Linked DNA regions of Mus musculus: region 1 is linked to region 2. Evidence: chromatin contacts called from public Hi-C data. All regions are on one chromosome and are shown on one strand. The core of a region is the stretch at or near the end of the contact, and the rest is flanking DNA. Distances in the headings are between cores, read along the strand shown.

Region 1 (5,896 bases), core at 668-3,167, 540 kb before region 2:
AAAGAGATCTGCAACCCTATCGGAGGAACAACATTATGAACTAACCAGTACCCCAGAGCTCTTGACTCTAGCTGCATATGTATCAAAAGATGACCTAGTCGGCCATCACTGGAAAGAGAGGCCCATTGGTCAGGCAAACGTTATATGCCCCAGTACAGGGGAATGCCAGGGCCAAAAAATGGGAATGGGCGGGTAGGGGAGTAGGGGGGGGGTACTTTTGGGATAGCATTGGAAATGTAATTGAAGAAAATACGTAATTTAAAATAAAAAAAAAAAAAGAACACATGAAACCGAAATAAAACCTAAATCATTTAGTAAAAAAAAAAAAAAAATACTGATGAAAAAACAAAACTGAACATGAGATTATGCATCCAATAAAGATCAGAGTCCTTGCCAGGTGTGGTGCAAGTCTGGTCTACACAGCAAGACCCAGGACAGCCAGGGCTACCCAAAGAAACCCTGTCTCAAAAAGCCAGAAACACCCAACCTCAAAAATCACATTGCCCAAGCCCTTCTGCACCTTTTTCTACTCCCCGGCAGGTGAGAATGGAGTTCAGGCTCTCCCGTGACTCCACCACGAGACCAAACCTCCTGCCTTACAGTATTTTGCTAGTTTCTTTCTTTCTGATGTTAACTATAAACATCTTTAAAATATTACCAATTTATTATTCACCCTCAAGTTCTTGGTACCTAACAAAGTGCCTAACAATACAGTGTGTGATGTTAAAATGACAAAGGTCTGAATACACATCCGATGTAACTTCAAACTCCCGTTTTCTTTCAGCTACAACCTGCTTTCCCTATGCACTGATGGGTATCAATTGCTAAGGATAAGGTGGCATAATTTACCGTATGACATAAATCACTGTCATAAGGACAGGCACTGTACTTTAGACTAACACAAACCCCCAAGTGAACATTCCAAAGGAGATCTCTTTTCTTAGGATTTGGGGGAAGCAGGCGGATGGCTCTTGATACCAAGCCTGATGACCTGAGTTGGATCCCCAAGACCAGGACCCATATGGTGGGAGGAGAAATGACTTTCGCAAGTGATCCTCTGACCTCCACAAGATGCTCCACAGCACAGACATCCACACAAACATACATGTGCGCGCGCACACTAAGTAAATGTAATAAAACATTTTAAAGTAAGTTATGAGTCGCCCTCGCCCCTCCTATGCATTCCAACTCTGGGTTTTGGGCCTGGCTCAGATGGAAAAAGCAGCCCTGACACCTCTTCATGGGAACTCACATTTCAGAGGGATCTCTCGCTCATGCACAACGGTGAAAGGTAGCTTCTCTTGGTCGTCCAGGGGCACAGAGTCCCGAGTAAACACAACTGTGACTGGCACCATGAGCCGGAGCTGCGCGAGGGATGAGGGGCATCGGGGTCTTTAGCAATGTCTGCACCTTACAGCTGGGCTGCCCCCCGGTCCCCCAGCCCCGGTTCTCCCCACCCAGTCTCACCAGCAGAGCATTCAGCCCACTGATGTCTGAGTAAGGCAATGGGGCCCGGTAAGTCTCCGTCGTCTTCCACCAGAGCGGCAGTCCCAGAAGGATGGCCACCGCGGCGAAGAAAAGCGCGGAACGCTTGCCCCGGACCACCTCTGAGGGCACAGAGGGCCGACTAAGACGCGGGAACTAGGGTGCGATGCCCGCCACACCGGGATCGTGGAGGAGTGCGGGCGGCCGGGAACCCCGAGCAAGCCGCTCCCGCGTGGCGGACCCCCAACCCCAGGCTGGAGGGAGCTGTCAGGCTTCTCGCGCCCCACCCACACATTCTGCCCGCGAGACCTCCCCACTGCGCCCTCCACCTGAAATCCACCGCACCTAGGTCCGTGGCCGCAGCTCCTGCGGCCGCCATGGTCCCTTCCGGCTGCCCAGGTCGCCGATGGGGCGGGGCCTCATGAGCTTTCTCCAATCGGAAACTCCAGAATGAGGGGGCGGGACCACGGTGCGCGACCGCTGCCAATCACGAGCAACACTGCTGACGCACGCCAGTGCGCAGGCGGAGCCCGTGAGAGGGTACGCGCTCGGCTACACTTTCAATCTGACCCTGGCTTTTCATTGAGTGCACCTGGTACTGTTTAGCTCTACAACGCCAGTTTAGAGAAGGCGATAATCTCCATGTAGCCCAGGCTGGCCTCGGACTCTGGGCCCTCTCCAATGCAGGGGATTACATGCACCACCACGTTCAGCGGAAGGGGAATATTTACTTAAATGAAGTCGAGCTTATCAAGAACCTGACTCCCGAAAAGTTTTCTAATGTCATTTCTTTTTTTTTTTTTTCTTCTTTTAAAGATTTATTTATTTATTATATGTGAGTACACTGTAGCTGTCTTCAGACGTACCAGAAGAGGGCATCAGATCTCTGTTACAGGTGGTTGTGAGCCACCATGTGGTTGCTGGGATTTGAACTTCGGACCTTTGGAAGAGCAGTCGGGTGCTCTTACCCCCTGCGCCATCTCACCAGCCCCTAATGTCATTTCTAACATAGGTCTTTTCTTCAGAGCACCAGCTCTTCAAAGCTTAAAGATAAAACTGACAAAACGGTAACTTTTTAGCATGGTTGGCTACTATGTGATTAATTTTATTTTAGTTAATGTTGAGACAGATCTCCCTATACGATCCAGAGGGTTAAAGTGATCCTGTCCCTAATGTCTGATACCTCAGCCTCCCAACTAGCCGAGACTATAGACTAGGATTTAAAAATCGATTCCAATTCGAGCGATTGAGGATGCTTCATTGAAAAATTCCTGAGCACAGCCTCTATATAGTAATGCCTGCTGTTCGAATCCTAAATAGCCTCTCAGCCTCTCTTTGAAGCCTGTTTCCTCCTATGAAAAGTACAATGGTACCTACTTTACAGAGCTGTGTTAATGCATATAATAATGGTTAGAAGAACAGTGCCTGGCAGAAGCATATGGAAATTGCTGAGTTAGCTGCTTTGATTATAAGGTCAGGCCACACAGAGCAGAACATCAATGACTTTTCCAGTGCACATCTGTCTAGTGTCACCCTACCTCACACTCTAGCCCAGGGGTAATCATTCACCACAAAGCCCTATCAGTTCTAACAAGTCCAGAACCCTCCGATGAATCCCTTCTCTACATGGAAGTGGGTCATAGCCCTTGGCAAGCTTCTAGACACTCAGCTCTGTAGCCCCGAGGCTTGGAAGGTTTCCTTATTGGAAAAGACCTAAGTGCACATTCTTCAGAGATGGAGGAGAACTGGCCCACTCTGATCCCTGCTTGTCCCCTTTGAGCCTTGCACAAAATGGAGTTTCTCATCCTGCTGGATCCTTTAATGTGTCAGTCCCTGGAAGACCTGTACCCTCCTCTCCACCCCCAGGCCCTCTAACAACAACTCCAGCTTTGGAAATCAGCAGGTAGGAGCCTGAGCTAGGGATGGTGAGCCAGGTGAACCCTTCCTCCACAAAACTTGAAGCTCAGGAAAACTCAGATCTCACCTCACCACCACCACCACAATCAGAGGGGCTCTGAGATAGGATCAGCAAGAGGTCGCACACATGGAGGTAGACTTTGGTATGTGCAACAGACAGACAGACAGAGCGGTGTGCTGTGTTTTGCTCTCATTTATTTGCTATGTACTCAGAGCATAAGGAGCACGAGTCAGGGCTGGAGTTCACGTCCCCCTGATCCCAAGAGAGAAAATTAGCAAGCAGAGCCCAAGGACAAACTATACCATCAAGGGTAACTGTAAGGGCTGGTGGAGACAGGAAAAAGGTCCACATGTTCTGTTCTGACTTCTAGAAAGTCCCCCCATCTTCAAACATGGGAGGGCATCTCTACCCTCCCATCCTGTGGTCTCGGGTACAGCAATGTAAGGCATGTGAGATGTGAGATGACTTGGCGCTGGATAAAGATATCTCTGTTCTGCATAGCTATTTGGCCCTGGCTGTGACTATAGGCAAAATGGGATGTGCATTGCTAGGCCAAGGGCTGTGGGTAGAGTCAGCGTGCCTCAGTAGGCATGGTTGGCGATGTAGAGGGACTGTGCTGCCGCTCCGCCATCTCCACTGCCTTCATATCTGCCCTGGGCTGCAAGCCCGTTCATCTGCAAAACGGAATGGGATTCAATGAGCAGACTGAGCCAGACCACGGATGTGGAATGCACGCTGCCCGGTTTGGGACCTCTGTGGTCCACAGAATCCCTCCCCAAGTCATCACCTCTAGCTCCCTACCTCTGCCCGCTTGATAAACTCCTCAGTAGCAGCCCCAGCATTATCCCTTTGTCCTCTCCAGGCATTGAGTGCAGATGCCTGCAGGGCACGCCCATAGGAGAAGGTGAGGGCCCAGGGCCGGGGAAGTGGGCAGCGGTTGATGGCATTGAGGTTGAGAGAAGCCTCCTCTTCACTCTGACCCCCAGACAGGAAAGTCACCCCTGGAGTAGAAGGAGAAGACAGACTGACTGATCATTCTCTGTCTTGCCCAGGGTAAAGGACCCCGGTGTCATGGAAAACCCTCAAGTCAGACCTGAAGGGATAGGAGCAGTTTAGTACCTGGGACAGCTGGGGGCACAGTACGACGCAGGGCAGTGACAGTTGCCATGGCGATCTCTTCTGGGCTATACTTGATGGGACAGGCATGGCCAGGGGTCACCATATTGGGCTTGAGCAGAGTCCCTTCGAGGTATACATGATGGTCACTCAGGGCCTTGTATACAGCAGCCAGGACCTGGGGAGCAGAGGAGGTTTGTACAGGGCTGGGACCACTGCCTAGCGCACTGTGCTCCTCACCCAGGGGTAGGTGGGTACAGGAAACCAAGGGCTCAGCATAGACTTAGTCTATGAAGCCCGTTTGGGTATCAGTAAAGATCCTTAAGGGAAAGTGTGCCTGGATCTTAGCAGGGATGGGGTACAGGCACCCCTGCTAGGCTGTCCCTCCCGGCTATGTTTGGTCTTACCTTCTCTGTAACATACTGGCAACGTTTGAGGTCATGGTCTCCGTCAGGCAGAATCTCAGGCTCCACAATAGGCACGATCCCATTCTGAAAGCAAGAGCAGGGTTAACTGGAAGAAGTAGAAGATAGGATGGGAGAAAGCCATGAAAGCACATCTCCACCGGCCCCGGGGCCCTCATCCAACCACCCAACCCCCCAGCACACACCTGCTGGCAGATGCTGGCATAGCGGGCCAGCACGTTGGCATTCTCCAATATGGCCAGTGCCGACGGCGTGCGATCACTGATTTTTAGTACACAGCGCCATTTGGCAAAATCAGCACCGTCCTTCTTATACTGAGCACAGCGTTCCAAGAGCCCATCCAGCCCTGAAAACACAGTGCCAGCCTTACCACCCTGCCTCCATCTTGCCAGCATCAACATGTCCCACCCCTGTACCCACCCAACAGGTACCTTGAGTGGTGGTTTCCCCGTCGGTCCCAGCTAGAGGCACTACACCCTTGTCAACCTGCAAGGGAAACAGATAGAGGTCTGGCTTGTCACCCTCTTATATACACTGGTTTCCACACCTAGCCCCCAGGCACCACCAGGGACTGTGTACCTTGATGCCTACGAGAATGCCCTTATCCTGGATGGTGCGGACGAAGGGGACACCATTGTCATCTTTCTGGTAGAGTGTCTCATGGAAGAAGATGACCCCCCCAATGCACTTTTTCACACGGTCATCAGCACTGAATAGGACCTGGCGGTACAGCCGGCGATTCTCCTCAGTGTTCTCCACCCCAATTTGGCTCAGCCTTTTGGCCATGCTGCCTAGAAGCAAGCAAAGGGGAGACAGGCTGGTTCTTTGGCTAGAATTCCTTGGCAACCTCTCCTCAACCCTGACCACAGGCTCCCACTTACCTACGGACTCATCTGCAGCCAGAATGCCCTTGCCGGGGGTCACGATCCGTAGAGCAATATCCGACAACTCC
Region 2 (5,489 bases), core at 1,748-4,247:
AAGAACAAATACACCCCAACAGTCATAACTGAAGTACGAGTGCGCTCCTCCAGCACGGGCACAAGGAAGCTCTGGGAAGGCTCAGAGGGTGAGAACTTCTCTTGGTGAGGGGTCAGCCACACAGGGTGCAGTTTGGAGCCAGGCCATGAAAGAGAGGGGGGTTTATTTATTTATTTTTTATTCATCCATAAAAAGAGAGGGGCTTTATTTGTTTTTCGTCTATTTATCTGGGGGACAGGGTCTCACTATAATAGTACTCCAGGCTGGCCTCCAACTCACAGTGACCTTACTCAGACACACAAGTGCTGTTATTTTTTTTTTAAAGATTTATTTATTGATTATATGTAAGTACACTGTAGCTGTCTTCAGACACTCCAGAAGAGGGAGTCAGATCTCATTATGGATGGCTGTGAGCCACCATGTGGTTGCTGGGATTTGAACTCTGGACCTTCGGAAGAGCAGTCGGGTGCTCTTACCCACTGAGCCATCTCACCAGCCCACAAGTGCTGTTATTACACATAGTAGGTTTATCAGAAAATACATAGGGTGGAAACACTAAAACTGAGGTTCTCCTTAAAACTTTAAGGAGAGCATGTTCCCCTGCTCCAGCTGTCCCTCGTTCCTCCTGAAGATCTTGTAAATAAATATATATGTATATACATATATATGTGCATACACCACACACACACACACACACACACACACACACACACACACACACACACGTTTAGTTGGGCATGTTGGCCCACGACTTTAGTTCCTGCACTCAGGAGGCAGAGGCAGGTTCCAGGCCGGTCTGGTCTACAGAGTGAGTTCCAGACCAGGCAGAGATACACAGTGAGTCCCTGTCTTTAAACAAATAAATAGCATTTGTGTGTGTGTGTGTGTGTGTGCTCAGTCCATCAGGCTGAGATGGCTCAGTGGGTAAAGGTACTTGCCACCACGTTGGACAATCTGAGTTTGATCCCAGAATCCACAAGACGGAGAGAAGCGAATCCACAAACTCTCATTCATGTGTGCTGTAGCATGTTCATGCTTAACACACACATACAAATAACAGTAAGTAAATGTGAAAGAGTCTATAGGGTTGCAACACGGCTCAGCAGTTAGGAACGCTGACTGCTCCTCCAGAGGACCCAGGTTCAATTCTCAGCATCCACATGGTAGTTCACAACCATCTTTAACTCCAGTTCCATGGGATCTGGTGCCCTCACACAGACATACATGCAAGTAAAATACCAATGCACATAAAATAAAAATAGTTACAAAAAGAATCTACTGACACTCTTTTCATAAATGAGTACCAACGACATGTTTGTATTACTAATTTACAGTACCTAATAAAACAAATGGAACTTGTTGTTTAGGGAAGTTTAGGGAGCCCTGTTTCAAGCACTCAGCCCTAAGGACTTGGGAGAGACCACAGAACTTCTGCTTCCTGGGTAGGGGAGCGCCAGCCACCAATCGTGACAGGTGCACCCCATCAGAGGACGGCTGAGGTTCCTCAACAGCAGCTTTAAACACAGCATTTACAGAAAACGCTTTAGCAGGGGTGTCTCCATATTTTAATGACACTAAGTGATCAAGAGATACTGAAAGGGAAGCAGCCAAACTCCTTAAAGAAGCCGAGAGATGACCTCAAGAGGGTGAGGGCTGGTAAGTGGAAACCTGTACTGTCCGAAAAGTCCACACACGGGCAGCCGTAGTGGCCAAATCGGCCTCAGACCTGACTATCACTGCACTTCCTGTTCCGCCTAGCCGCCAGCGCATGGGTGGAGCCAGGTTCAGCGCATGCGCTAGGAACTCAAGAGCCACTCCGCCCTGCAGTGTCCCCAGATTTTCCGGCAGAGGGCAGCCTTCCCCTTCTCATGGACCTGCTGGCACAGCCAAGGCTGCAGATTTCACCTCTGGTGGACCCGCCCCCAGAAAGCGTCCTGGGGAGCTGAGGCTTCAGGGGGGCTGCAGCAGCAAGATGGCCTCTCACTTTACCCAGGAGAGAGATGGCAATGGAGGTGCAAAAATGCGCTGGGCGCCTATATTTTTTTTCATTACTAACTTATCCTTTGTACCTGAAATAGCACCAACACGTAGATGTTTACTAAGTGTTTACTGATGGAAAAGTGAATGAATGAATACCTGAGTTTATAGTTCAAAGATTTAAGCCACGTCTTGAGTTTTATAGTGGCGAGCGGCCTCAGACAAGCAGTAAGTGGAGTCAGTGGGCATAGGGAGGGCAGTCACAGATCTCTGTCCCAAAGACTCAAGGATCGGCCACTCCGGCCCTCCATTCCACCAGACTGCAGTTTTACACATCCAAAGGTTTGCTCAGAACCCTGTGTACGAGCGCACCATTTTTTTCTGCTCTACAAGAACAGGTGTCTACCCCCAAAAACTAAACCGTCAGATCCTGGATACATAGAAAGACTACCTGATTGGTGGCTCCGGGGGTACCGTTTCTCTTTGGGGATTCTCAGTCCCTGGGGATTTCCTCTGGCTCTGGGGATTTCCAAACTGCCTCTGCCTTTCCAATTTTCCACAAGGCCCAAAGCCCAGGACCTGTCTTGACGGTTTCACCAGGCTCTGCCTCAAATCTCAGGGAGACTTGGGTCTGAGTCTACTAATTACACCGCATTCACTATATTCACATCCCATCCTGTCTGGCTGACATTCGAGAACAAGCACAATGAAGCACTGTGTTCTTTTCATATAAACGACCGCTTTTCTCTATTTCCACAGAAGAATAAAGGAAAACCAGCTTAAGGGCTGGCCACACTGATTTAATAAAGCCCAAGGAAGGTCTTCCAGGGTGTGAAAGCTGGCATCCTCATTCTTAAAGGCAGAGAGGCTCCTTCAGGCACTCTCAGGTTCCCCTAAACAGAGGCGGGGGGTAGGGGGGCACACAGATCCTGTATTTGAAGATCTGTGTGCTCACTTCTTGAGGACCTTCCTGGGCCTGTTTCTAGAACCCTTTGAAGTAACAACAAAGCCAGCCCAGTCCCCACAGAAGCAGGAAGAGGTTTCTGCTTTGCCTACCTGGTCTCCGCCCCCACCCCCACGTGCAGAGCCCGCCAAACCCACTGGGCTTGTGAGCACCTGTGTGTTACCAAGCTGGGCAAGAGTCGCATTTGGCAAGGCGGGGAAATACTGCCATAGTGTGGTGGCACATTGCCAGGGACCTCTTGTCTCTAGGGCATCAGGATTCCAGAGTTGGTGAAGTGGGGAAATTGCCAGAGAACAAACCTTCCTTCCTGACAGGAAGGAGAAATGCCACCAGGCTCAGCCTGGGGAGGCGGGTGGGGGGAGCTCTCTGCAGAAGGAGATAAGAAGTAAGAACTGCTTCCCCGCCCCCACCCCACACTTCTAGGAGCCATCTGGAGCTGTAGTGTTCCACACAGTAGCCACTGGCCACGAAAGCAATTTAAATTTAAGTTACATTAAAAATACCAGGGATATTTTGTATTAAATTAAAATCAAGTAAAATGTAAAGTTCTGCTTCTCTGTTGCACAAGCCAGGTTCCAAGTGTTCAGAGGCCACGTGACCACAGGACATTTCTATTTTGCAGTGTGTTCTGTTGGTCAGTTCTGGCCCAGGAGGTCCCCCTCCAGGCTGCTTAAGGTCACTCTTGGCCAAGCGTCCTTCAGAGGGTGTCCCTGACTTGCTGCTGTCCTCCCCCGCCCCTGCCCACAGTCTGCTTACACCCTTGTCCCATGTGTGGAGTCTTGTTCCCTGGGCCTCAAAAAGAAATGGGGGAGAGAGAGCAGTCACAATTAGCATCCAGCCAATGAGCAGAAGCCAGATGCCACAGGGCTGGAAGGAGACTGAAGGAAAGCCAGCCTCCACCCCAAGGCGCCCCGGCTTGGGAGAAAGCCCCTCAGCCCAGCACAATCCGCCCTTGTTTCCACAGTCCTCGGGCCAGCACTGGGTAAGATGTCTGGAATGTAGCGGCCTGAGGGTTTCCCACCAGAGCACTGGCTGCAGGACTCCCAGAAAGGGGCCTAAGCAAAACCTTCAAGGTTCATTTCAAGGGCAAATAAAGTCAATGAAGTCACCTTGTCCCTGGCTGGCCAGGACTTCGGCCATGGGGTACTGACGGCCAAACTGGACATCTCCCTCTAGACAGCCTCATGGGACAAAATGAGGGTGAGGACAACGGACTCTGGGTACCTGCTGCAGTGACGCAGACAAGCCCTACTAAGCCTGGTTACATAGAAGAGTGAGACCACTGAGCGGGTCTGACTGGTAGCACATCCTACCACAGGGCCTGGAAATTTTCTCAGGGAAATCCACAGAAGAGTCTGCACAAACTCCTGTGTGTGGTAAGGATGACACCAGGAGATAGCAGGTGAGAGCTGCCTTTAAATCCTGCGCCTCTCTTCTTGCTTAGCCTTACTGGAGATGGCTGCTGGGAGCAAGACAGGCATGAAGACAGTTGACAACAAAGAGCAGAGTAAGCTTATCAACTGGAAAACAAACAGAAGACCTGGAGCTCAAAGGCACTGGTCCCAGACAGACAGAGAAAACTCAGCACGGTTTGAAGAGCGGGAGTGAAACTATAAAGAGCAGGCTGGAGCTCAGGGCAAGCTGTCCATGCTCAGAGGGACCCTGAGGAAGCTCAGGCTGCTTCCCCAGCTCCACTGGAAGGACACTGTGGGAAAAGGCACTACCCCGAGGACACGAGCAAAGAACACGCAGCTGCGTCCTTAACTGGAACAGAGCCTGCAGCACTTCTGCACACAGATGGTCTCACTCCAGACACCAAGCACTTCCTGGGGTTCAGAAGTGGATTGACGAGGGTGCTGCTCTCTCTCTGGAGCCCCGAATGATCGTCATCCCCACAGTCATCCCCACAGTCCTGGTCCCACCTGCTACAGTTTCAGTTAGCCACAGTCAACTGCAGTCCAAAACAACTTAATGGCAAATTCTAGAAACAAAGGATTCATCAGGTTTCTCATTTGATGATTTTGTTTTGTTTTTCTTTTCTTTTGTTTTGTTTTAATACAGGGTCTCATGTAGCCCAGGCTGGCATCAAATTTGCTATGTAATTCAAGGTGATCTTGAATTCCTGTTTCTCCTCCTCCACTCCCTAAGTGGTGGGATTCCTGGTATTGATCACGGCATGTGGACATTTGTAAGCTTTATTACAATGTTCGGTTAGGATTATTTTATCTTGCTGTTACTGTTAACCTCTTACTGTACTTAATTTATGAATTAAAATTTACCGTAAATACCCATGTACAGGACATAGTATATGTAGGTGTTGGGCATCCACTTTAGGTCTATTACCCTTTGAGGTGATGGGAACCACTTTAATAGTTTTTGAGGCGCTATTCAAAGTGATTTTAAATGCACTATGTCTGTCAGCCCTCACAACACTTATAAGCACCATTATTACTCTTGTTTTATAGCAGAGGGAAATAAGGCCCAGAGAGATGAAAGAATCTGCCCAAGGTCACTCAGCCGGAGGCAAGCCAGCCGAAAGCCACACATC

Evidence for each region. A called contact is a pair of places that touch in the nucleus more often than the background predicts.
Region 1: a contact with region 2 is called in a Hi-C map of CD4 T cells, with 4 times the contacts expected there. The contact joins the promoter of Pigs here to the enhancer-like site in region 2. A contact is called at or near these places in 1 of 39 promoter capture datasets (liver), 1 of 484 Hi-C or Micro-C datasets (CD4 T cells), 1 of 115 datasets of contacts at active chromatin or transcription factors (pancreatic cancer cells) and 1 of 9 other capture datasets (pancreatic islet).

What each region holds. Positions count from the first base shown.
Region 1 is chr11:78,324,443-78,330,338 of GRCm38.p6, reverse strand. It overlaps Pigs (phosphatidylinositol glycan anchor biosynthesis, class S), which reads right to left and starts at 1,917. Exons shown (of 12, transcript NM_201406.1): 1 at 1,831-1,917; 2 at 1,468-1,607; 3 at 1,253-1,364. The coding sequence starts at 1,864. It overlaps Aldoc (aldolase C, fructose-bisphosphate), which reads right to left. Exons shown (of 9, transcript NM_001303423.1): 2 at 5,826-5,896; 3 at 5,524-5,735; 4 at 5,376-5,430; 5 at 5,130-5,290; 6 at 4,927-5,010; 7 at 4,523-4,697; 8 at 4,205-4,404; 9 at 2,558-4,077. The coding sequence ends at 3,985.
Region 2 is chr11:77,789,714-77,795,202 of GRCm38.p6, reverse strand. All of the region lies in intron 1 of Myo18a (myosin XVIIIA), which reads right to left. Among named protein-coding and RNA genes, the nearest start is that of Gm10277, 3.8 kb to the right of the region's middle. Within about 2 kb of position 2,997, at least 277 of the 459 cell types and tissues checked have an H3K27ac peak or open chromatin away from gene starts, as enhancers often do. A contact at or near this core is called in liver and pancreatic cancer cells, where this site is marked.